Regions from separate parts of the Ovis canadensis genome. Here region 2 is linked to region 1. A link is a contact called in public Hi-C data. All regions are on one chromosome and are shown on one strand. Each heading gives the region's core, a stretch centred on a gene start, on an enhancer-like site or on the middle of the called end of the contact. The rest is flanking DNA. Distances are from core to core; before and after follow the strand shown. Region 1 has its middle 41 kb from the start of THEM4. Region 2 holds the start of S100A10 (S100 calcium binding protein A10).

Region 1 (4,754 bases), core at 543-3,042:
TATTTACTTCTTTACTTGCAGGGCCACATAGCAGGTACTCATGAGAATGAGGGCCAGTGTCTCCCAAATTGCTCCTTGCTTACTGCCACTTGTCTTGTTTCCCACTCTATGCCAACGTGGCAAATTATTAATACATGAAGAATGTGCATCAATTATGCTTTAAGGGTATTTTGAGAATTTCCTATATTCCCACTCTCCCCTTCCCCACCAAGATCAATGAGACATGCTGGAATATTTCGAAACCAGGTTTTGTCTAGATGTATTCGAAAAGGGAAAACGCAGGCCATAGAAATGCTCTTTGACCAGAGCCATTCTCCTGATTTTAAGAACTTCCTTTTGAATTTTCAGCTAAATACTGCAATATAACAGGCATGTCTCATCCGCTAGATTGACATGTTTCTCAAGAATGAGCCTAAAACTGCTGACTAGGAAGATTATGTATGCTCCAGTTCAGTTACAAGAGTTCTTGAGTGACGGGACTTACAGTAACTTCGCTTTACTGGGCTTTTGCTTCCCAGCTCCTCTACACAGGAGGGGCTGGACACACAATGACTGTTACTGTTTAAAGGTATGGGTGCTGGGTAAGATGTTCTGCAGGCCAGGTAGTGGCTGACTCAAATGCCTCGGAGCTGGTAGACGACAAGACAGAGTCCCTGGAGTACATCCCCAACTCAGTTCTACTTTATTGCTGCTGTGTAGGAAAGGCAGGAGATTTTTAGACATTCCTACATTTTCACAAGAAGCCAGAAATTCAGAGCGTTGTACAAAATCTCCTGAATTTTAAAGGTGACAAATTACTAAAATGTTTTAAAAGGACAGCATGGATGACCAAGTAGGTAATTCACAACCTCTAATCATAGAAGACACCCTGGAACATTTGCACCTGACCGTTAAAGATTTGGTGACCTTGGAGCACTCATGATATTATTTTAGTGACCTATATTATTATTTGCTTGGGAACCTAAAGGCTTGGCTATTACATATCCATTATCTCACTTCATCTCCACAATAACACTGATTTAGGGACTAGTACTATTTCCATCCCCGGATGAGAAAACAGTCTTAAAGAGTTTGAGTAACTTACCCAAGGTCCCAAAGCAAGTCCACCTTGGGGATTTGTCACAGGGCAGTCATGCCCTCCAGCATGGGGCTCTACTGGCACCTCGGGCCTAAAGTCCTGGAACTCCACTGAGCCCACTCTCAGACTAGGGGTATTACTACATTCAAATCCTATGTGGTAGGATGTTGACTACTCCAAATACAAAATTTATTTAATTCTTCTCCTTTAGTGAAAGAGTGTTACAGTTTTGCAGTGTTATAGTTTTGCCAATAAATATCTAAAACTAGTCATTCAAAAAGCTACTGTGAAACAATTTCATGCCATGCATTCAAATGTCTGAACTTGCAAAATTTGGCATACGGAGTGCTATGAGAGGCTGCCAAACACAAGAGAGGAATAAGAGGAAAGGTGAAGCATGGAGCACTACTGCGTTTTTGTTTTCCCATGACAGTAGTGAGAACTAGAGACTGTAAAGGGGGAGGAAAAATCTGTGTGGAATTGCACAGAGCCAGTTTCCTTTTTAAAAAAATTACTTATAACAGTAAATAGTTACCAAGCAACTGTAACCAAGTTACTACATCCATGGTGAAAATACAATACACACACACACACACACACACACAATCTTTCCAGTGAATGGCCCCTGATTCATTTTCTCCAATCCTTACTATCATCACTCACAGATCTGCAGTAGCTTTGATATCATCATTCCTTCCAGTGAACCAGAGGGAAAGAAAAAGTGGTGTGACTGCGGTATGTGTGTGTGTGAGAGAGAGAGAGAGAGAGAAATGGAGCAAGACAGTTAGAAAGGGAGTCAAATATTTTGATCAGTTACCCCAGCAGCAGGCTTAGACACATTAGCTTAGGACCATCTGATAAATTTTAAGGGGATCGCTATTATTGGGGAGAAAGTAATTAAAGACTGAGCAGCCTCTGCCATAAAGCAGTGGGGTGCTGTGGTTACTCACAAGGGCTCTAGCACCAGACTGCCAGGTTTGGATTCCAATTTCTTTACTTACGAGCTAGGTTTTCTTTTCTTTTCTCTCTCTCTCTCTCTATTTTTATTTATTTTTTTTATTTTTTATTTTATTTTTTTTTTGCCTTTTGGTCATGCCACAAGGCTTACGGGATCTTAGTTCTCCAACCAGGGATTATACCAGGTCCCTCAGCAGTGAAAGCATGGGGTCCTAACCTCTAGGCCACCAGGGAATTCCCTAGCTAGGTTTTCTTGAATGCATTGCCTAAACTTGATAAGTTTTAGTTTCCTATCTATAAATTGGGTTTTTCTATAAATTGACTCTACATCATAGGGTTGTTGTGAGGATTAAACAAGTTTAAATAGATTAAAAATTTAGAACAGTGTTGGCACATAATTAGAACTCAACAAATATCAACTTTAATGCTATCATCTCTCCCAGTGAAAAACACTGGTAACTCAAAAATGCTGACCACTGGTGTTTCTCAGCAAGGATGATGTCACCGCTAGTCTAGGAAATTCACAGGTGAGCTGTTCTGTTTTGTTAGGTTTTGGCTCGGTTGTCACAATGATTGGCAAGCACTGCCAACACTCAGTGGGTAGGGTTAAGGTTGGGGTTAGATACTAGATGTTCTGCAATTAATGGGTCAGCACAGTGGTGAACTGCCTCACATCCTACACAGCTTTATATATCCTCCCAGTCTTCATGTAGGTAAAAAAAAAAAAAAACACAACTTTGATTATCTGAACCTGAAGCCTAATTCCATTTTACATATAAATGCAAAATATTTTTCTGCACAGCTTAAATATTACTAAATTTTCCAGGAACACAACTATCATGTAAATCAAGTGAAGTTAAACCTCTTGTTGCTCAAACCCTTCCCTGAGAATAGTTGTTCAGACCCTTCCAAAGAATAGTTCACATTTTGCAAAATTAGATGACCAACAACAATTTGAGTCAAGCATACCTGTGTCAGCCAGTACCTGTAGCTATCAGAAGCACAGGGCTTCTGTGTGTACTTGGGAGATTCCAACTCCATCATGATGTCGTCCAAGGGAGTTACATCTGACCAATTACCTATTGGAACTGATAGTGGTTTTTGTTTTTCAATTTTTGTTGTTTTTTAGTGTATAAATTACTTCCCTTTTATTTCTCTTCTACATGACCATTTGAATATCAGATTCTTTTTTTTAGGTTATGCATATAGATATTATATATGCATGCATGCTAAGTCATTTCAGTCGCGTCCGACTCTTTGTGACCCTATGGACTGTAGCCTGCCAGGCTCCTCTGTCCATGGGATTCTCCAGGCAAGAATACTGGAGTGGGCTGCCATGCCCTCTTCCAGGGGAAATTCCTGACCAAGGGACCAAACCCATCTCTCTTGTGTCTCCTGCATTGGTAGCCAAGTTCTTTACCCTAGATGTTATATTATCTATGAGTTTTGTTTCAGGAGAGTAAAGGGAATAAAAGTGTTTGTTATGAAAGGGGATGTTGGACCATAAGTGATGGAAGAATCATACTCACAGAGCCCATGATTTAAAGAGAATTCATTAACTGACAGATTATGTAAATAACAAATTCTTTTAATTAGTTGATAGATGTTAAGTATGTCAGCTATGTTGGTAATTGATGTAGCAGACAGAATAATGTCCCCTACCAAGATGTCCACATCCTAATCCCCAGAATCTAAAAATGTGTTAGATAACAAAGGAGAATTAAGATTGCACGTAAAATTAAGGTTTCTAATCAGCTGACTGTAAGCTAGGAATTATTCAGGTGTGCCCAATGTGGTCACAAAAATCCTTAAAAGTGGAAGAGGGAGGCAGAAGAGTGAGAGTCAAGGAAGGTGCGATTATTAAAGAACGGTACTGCTGCTGCTGCTGCTAAGTTGCTTCAGTTGTGTCCGACTCCTAGCAACCCCATGGACTGCAGCCTACCAGGCCCCTCCATCCATGGGATTTTCCAGGCAAGAGTAGACAGATGCAACACTGCTGGCTTTGAAGATGGAAGAAAGGGGCCGTGAGCCAAGGAATGCAAGTAGCCTCTAGAAGTTGAAAGGACAAATAAACACATTTTTCCCCTGAAGCCTCTTGAAAGGAACACAGTCCTGTCAACTGAGGAGGCTGACAGACTACAGTCCAAAAGATTATGCAGAATCGGAAACAACTGAAATGACTTAGCTCACACAGCTTGCAGGATCTTAGTTCCCTGACTAGGGATTGAATCTGGGCCCTTCACAGTGAAAGCACTGAGTCCTAACCACTGGACTGTTGGGAATTCTCCATTTGATTTTAATTCAGTGTCCCTCACCACCCCGACCACCCCCAACCCCACCACCTAAAACCAAAACCAATAAGCACCTCCTAGCGCTTAGTACTCTTTTCTCTTGGTAGTAACTATTCATTTTAGAATATCGATGCTGCCATTGTATTACATTTAACTTTTGGCTGCACTGGGGCTTCACGGCTGCATGGGCTGTCTCTAGCTGCAGTGAGTAGGGGCTACTCTCTACTCGTGCTGTGCAGGTTTCTCATCGGAATGGCTTCTCTTGCTGCAGAGCGTGGGCTCTGGGGCACATGGGCTTCAGTACTTGCAGCTCACCTGCTCCAGAGTATGGTCCCATAGTTGGGGCACACAGTTTTAGCTGCCTCTCGGCATGTGGGATCTTTCTGGACCAGGGATTAAACTGGTGTCCCCCGCGTTACAAGGCAGTT
Region 2 (4,732 bases), core at 1,290-3,789, 53 kb before region 1:
ATGACATATAAATAGTAAAAATAAGTTATGGAGCAAAAATAGAATACATAATTTTATAATCAATGTCAAAATTTAGGAAAACCATATCAAATGCAAGAAGAATGAATTTGCTTATTTTTTTAAACAAATTTTAGCACTTCCTAGCCCTTCACTCGGAGAACGCAACGGCACCCCACTCCAGTACTCTTGCCTGGAAAATCCCATGAGCAGAGGAGCCTGGTAGGCTGCAGTCCATGGGGTCGAGAAGAGTTGGAGACGACTGAGCGACTTCACTTTCACTTTTCACTTTCATGCATTGGAGAAGGAAATGGCAACCCACTCCAGTGTTCTTGCCTGGAGAATCCCAGGGCCGGGGGAGCCTGGTGGGCTGCCATCTATGGGGTCGCACAGGGTCGGACACGACTGAAGCGACTTAGCAGCAGCAGCCCTTCACTAAATAACTACTACCCAAGACTTCCCAGGTGGTCCAATGGTTGAGAATCTGCCTGCCAATGAAGGGGACATGGGTTTGAACCCTGGTCCAGAAAGATCCCACATGTCATGGGGCTACTACTGGGCCCAACAAAGACTCAATGCAACCACATAAATATGAACAGAAAAAAAGGAAATACATAAAAATGTTTACCTTTGGTCCATGCATTTACAAGTGATTTTATTTTTCTCCTTATACATTGGTATATTTCCCAAACCTTCTACAAGAAGAATGCACCTGTTTTACAATCAAATTTAAAAGTCATGGTAAATATTATCTTTAAAACATCTATCAAATGTTCCTGCTCCAGGAATTGTTCTGTGATAATTCCATGGGGACTTGGAGGTGCCTCCTCAATGCTCACAGTGTCCGATAGCATCCTCTACCATTCACTGAGCTCAGTGGATTTTGTTTGCTAATCTATCTTCCAACAAAGCTTGAAGTTTGAGGGACAGACTGATTCTTTGATTTCCGAATCCCCATGCCCTAGTACATACACTGCTGCTAAGTCACTTCAGTCGTGTCCGACTCTGTGTGACCCCATAGATGACAGCCCACCAGGCTCCCCTGTCCCTAGGATTCTCCAGGCAAGAATAATGGAGCGGGTTGCCATTTCCTTCTCCAATGCGTGAAAGTGAAAAGTGAAAGTGAAGTCACTCAGTCGTGTCCGACTCTTAGCGACCCCATGGACTGCAGCCTTCCAGGCTCCTCCGTCCATGGGATTTTCCAGGCAAGAGTACTGGAGTGGGGTGCCATCGCCTTCTTTCAGTACATACACTAAGCATTCCTAAACATTGCAAATCAAGTGAAGGAATCAAGGAGTGCATAGTATAGGAACTCAGGTGTTCTCATTCTAAATCCAGTTGCATCTTTCCTGGAACTAAAGGGACCAAGAATTTTCTCCACTCTTGACTGTAGCCAACAGCCTAGGAAGAGCTTAGGAAGCCTATGGGAAGACTGCAGAACTGCCCCCTTGAACGTTCAGCACCAGGGTTGAGGAACTCAGTGGAGTGAGAACTGAAATCCGAGTTTTCCTGGCAAGAGCTCAGATTAGTCACATGGAGGCATTTGGAGGATTCCCCAAGACTGCTCATTCCTCAGGGATCACTCACTCCTCCCAGGACCTCCCCTGGGAACAAAGGAAAACCCAAGACTTGGGACTGGGCCCTTTTCCACCAACAGCTGCTAGTAGTTTGCATTTAACCCTGAACCACAATTAAAATAAATGTTGGGGGTGGGGGAGTGGATAGCACCAGCTAGGAAACCCTTAGGTTTTCTCTAAATTACTTCTGAAGTGCTTTGAGGACCAAACAGGCCAATTTCAGGGGAAAAAAAAAAAAAGGAAAAAAAGGAGATTCTTAAACAGGTTTTAATCATGTCAACTACAGCCGAAACTGAACGCCAGACCAACTGCCACGCACGCTAAGAGGGGTCAATTTCCAGTTCAAGGAAAGGTTCGTAATGCCCTGGAGCTAAAAAGCCAAACAGCACCACCACCCCCTTCACTGCAGCGGGTAGTGAACTCGCCTTCTCCGAGAACAACCCTTAGGCGGGGCGGCGGGTGAGGGGGAGACCCCCCGCAGGCCTTGGAACCCTCCCAATTTACCTCTTAGAGTCTAATCTGAAACCAAGTCTGAGGCCTTTGCGTCAGGTGCCCCTCCCTACAATATCATGTAGAAAATAATTCCTAGACCTGTAGTTTACAGACGAGGAGCTTACAATCTGGTTCTGGGCCAGCGCGCCCCACCCGCAGAACGACTGGATTCTTTGATTTCCACACTTACTCGCTAAAAGCAAACCCTAGAGGAAGGGCACGAAAATATTCGAGAGCATTTGAGTAGGAAGAGTTGACAATATCTTTCTCTCTGGGGGCGGGTGGAGGCCTGGAGCGAGGCTACTCCGCATAGCGAGAGAAGGGTGTGTGCGCTGCGCCCGGGGTGTGAGTGTGGCGGGGCGGGTCGGGGGGAGAGGGAGGCGGGCAGGAAGAGGAGGGAGGGGAAGAGGTGGGGTGAGCCGAGGCCCTGCCACCCGCCCAGGCTCCTCCTGCCTCCCCCCGCCCCCCACCCCCACGTACTAAGGCGCCCTGCCCGCGGCGCTGTGCTCACTGGCCGCGCGTCCCCGCCAGCCGAGCGTCCCCGCTGCGCCTCCCGCCAAGGTGAGTCCTGCCCGCCGGTCCCGGGCGGTCCCCGGCCCCACAGCCCGCGCCCGGGGAAACCCCCACATCGGCGGCTCCCGCTGGCCAGGCGGTCTTCACCGGGCGTCCCAGGTGTGGGGGTGCGACGATGGTGGTGGTCCGGCGTCGGCTGGGCATGCGGGGGTATCCTCTCCCCGAGCTCTGGGCCACACCCCAGCTGGGCGAGCACCTCCCCTGTCCCTCCCCGGCGCGACCCCCCCAGACCCCCAGAGGAGGGAGCACTTGGCCTTTACCAGTACTTCGGTGTCGGTGCCCCGGGGTCTGCTCTGCGCTACCTTTCGGTATATCTTTCTTTACACCCTTCCTGCTTTTCGACTGGTCTCCGCAGTTACCCGAATCCCTGTTTCTGGCCCCCTGTCCTGGCCGGCTTGTTTCTTTGTGGGCTCCGGCTGCAGGCTGACTTCTGTCCAGATGTTCATAGCCTCCTAGCTGGACGGCCCGTGCAGACTGGGAGAGGGCTGGCGGGTTCTCTCCCTAAAGGACACCCCTCTGTCCCTCTCCTCGAAGCTTCAAGGTTGGGCTTCCTGTTATTTGTCTGCTAGACGAAAAGTTTCTCTCTACCAGCGGAGGGAAGACGGCTCTATTTGTTTTCCTTATAAAACAGTTTTGCTGAGGGGGTAAGGGGAAGCCATCACCTTCAGCCACCACTGAAGTGGGTTTTGTACTGAAAGGGTTCCCTTCTTGCTATTTTAGTGGATCTATACAGAGATAGAGGAAGAGCAAGTTTAATGAAGGATCTAACACCCCAGATTAACCTGGCCCAGTAAAATGAACTGTTGGTACCTGGACACAATTTGAGCCTGGCAAAGGACTGGTGCTTTGCCCCCAGACCTGAATACGGCACTCTCCAGCCTCGGGCGGTCTCCACCTAACTGAAACCCGGAATCTGCCTTGTTGGGCGAGGGTGGAGGGGCCAGCAGAGCAGCTAGCCCTGTGCCAGGCACCACGGGGCCCTGGTCCAGACTCTGGAATACGTTAAGCCCACCCGCTTCCCTCCCCTGAGGTTTCTGCAGGGCGTGGTTAGCACAAAGGGCTCCCGGATTCTCCCAGTGGAAGCCTGTGACTCAGTTGTGAGACCATGTGGGTGTGGTCTGGATGGTTCCAGACTCTCTGCAGATGGTTCAGACAGAACACTCCCTGAAGGAAAAGGGGAACTGTGCCACTTTAGAGGGCATTTTCCAAGAGGAAATGAGTCACACCCGGACAGGCCGGCCATCTGAAGGAGAGGTTTCTTGACTGAACTGTGGTTGAGGACAAGTTAGATTGGTAGGGTCATGGCGTTTCAGCTGCTGGGTTATGGGTCTGGATTCCCACTGGCAGGCTGCCTCAGCTTTATTTGGGAGGTAGTGCTTCCCATTGAGAGGTTTGCAGTTACTGCAGATTCTTTTTCCCCTACAGCATGAGTTTCAAACTGCAGCCGTGGACTTATATCCTGCCCTTCAGGTGAGGCCAGGCCCACGGAAACACCCTGTCAGTGATCTTTGCCTCCAGCATATTTCATCAAATTGCAAAAGGTGATGCCAGGCATTTAGGGCAGGAATGAGTTCACAATTCATCTGAAATTTCTTCCTCAGCCCTGCCCCCACAGACTCCTGTCTGGTTTCTGTTTAATCATCTCTTCCAAGTGATGTATTCCTCCCTTGACAGCCAGAAGCTACTTTCTTCACTGTGGTCCTTGATCCACCATTTGGAGATTCTTATTTTGTTTCTTCAGATTCTCCTAATGGTCTTCTGGGCATAAAGCACTCTGATTTCTAGGCGATGCTCTTCCCCGGCTTTTCCTGTGTACAACATCAGATGGCCCCCTTGCCTCCCATGTCTGGCACCTGGCCAACCTCTCCAGCAGCTACTCTCCAGTGAGGTCAGGCCTTGGGCTGGGTGGAGCTGAAACTGAGTGCCTCTTTGCTTTCCACGGACAGCTCCAACCCTGTGACTTTTTTAGAGCACTACCCACTTGGTATGGCCTTGATCCAGTCCAGTCTTTTAAAGTTGAAGGAAACAATGGAATCCTTTCAGAGATATAAAGTATAGATTAGCACTCAGACTGCTAGGAAAGCTGATCTTTT

Evidence for each region. A called contact is a pair of places that touch in the nucleus more often than the background predicts.
Region 2: a contact with region 1 is called in a Hi-C map of fibroblasts, with 5 times the contacts expected there. The contact joins the promoter of S100A10 here to the enhancer-like site in region 1. A contact is called at or near these places in 2 of 2 Hi-C or Micro-C datasets (fibroblasts and lung).

What each region holds. Positions count from the first base shown.
Region 1 is chr1:102,844,734-102,849,487 of ARS-UI_OviCan_v2, reverse strand. No RefSeq gene overlaps it. Among named protein-coding and RNA genes, the nearest start is that of THEM4, 41 kb to the right of the region's middle. Within about 2 kb of position 1,792, the one cell type or tissue checked has open chromatin away from gene starts, as enhancers often do. A contact at or near this core is called in fibroblasts, where this site is marked.
Region 2 is chr1:102,898,785-102,903,516 of ARS-UI_OviCan_v2, reverse strand. S100A10 (S100 calcium binding protein A10) reads left to right here and starts at 2,539. Exons shown (of 3, transcript XM_069542641.1): 1 at 2,539-2,627.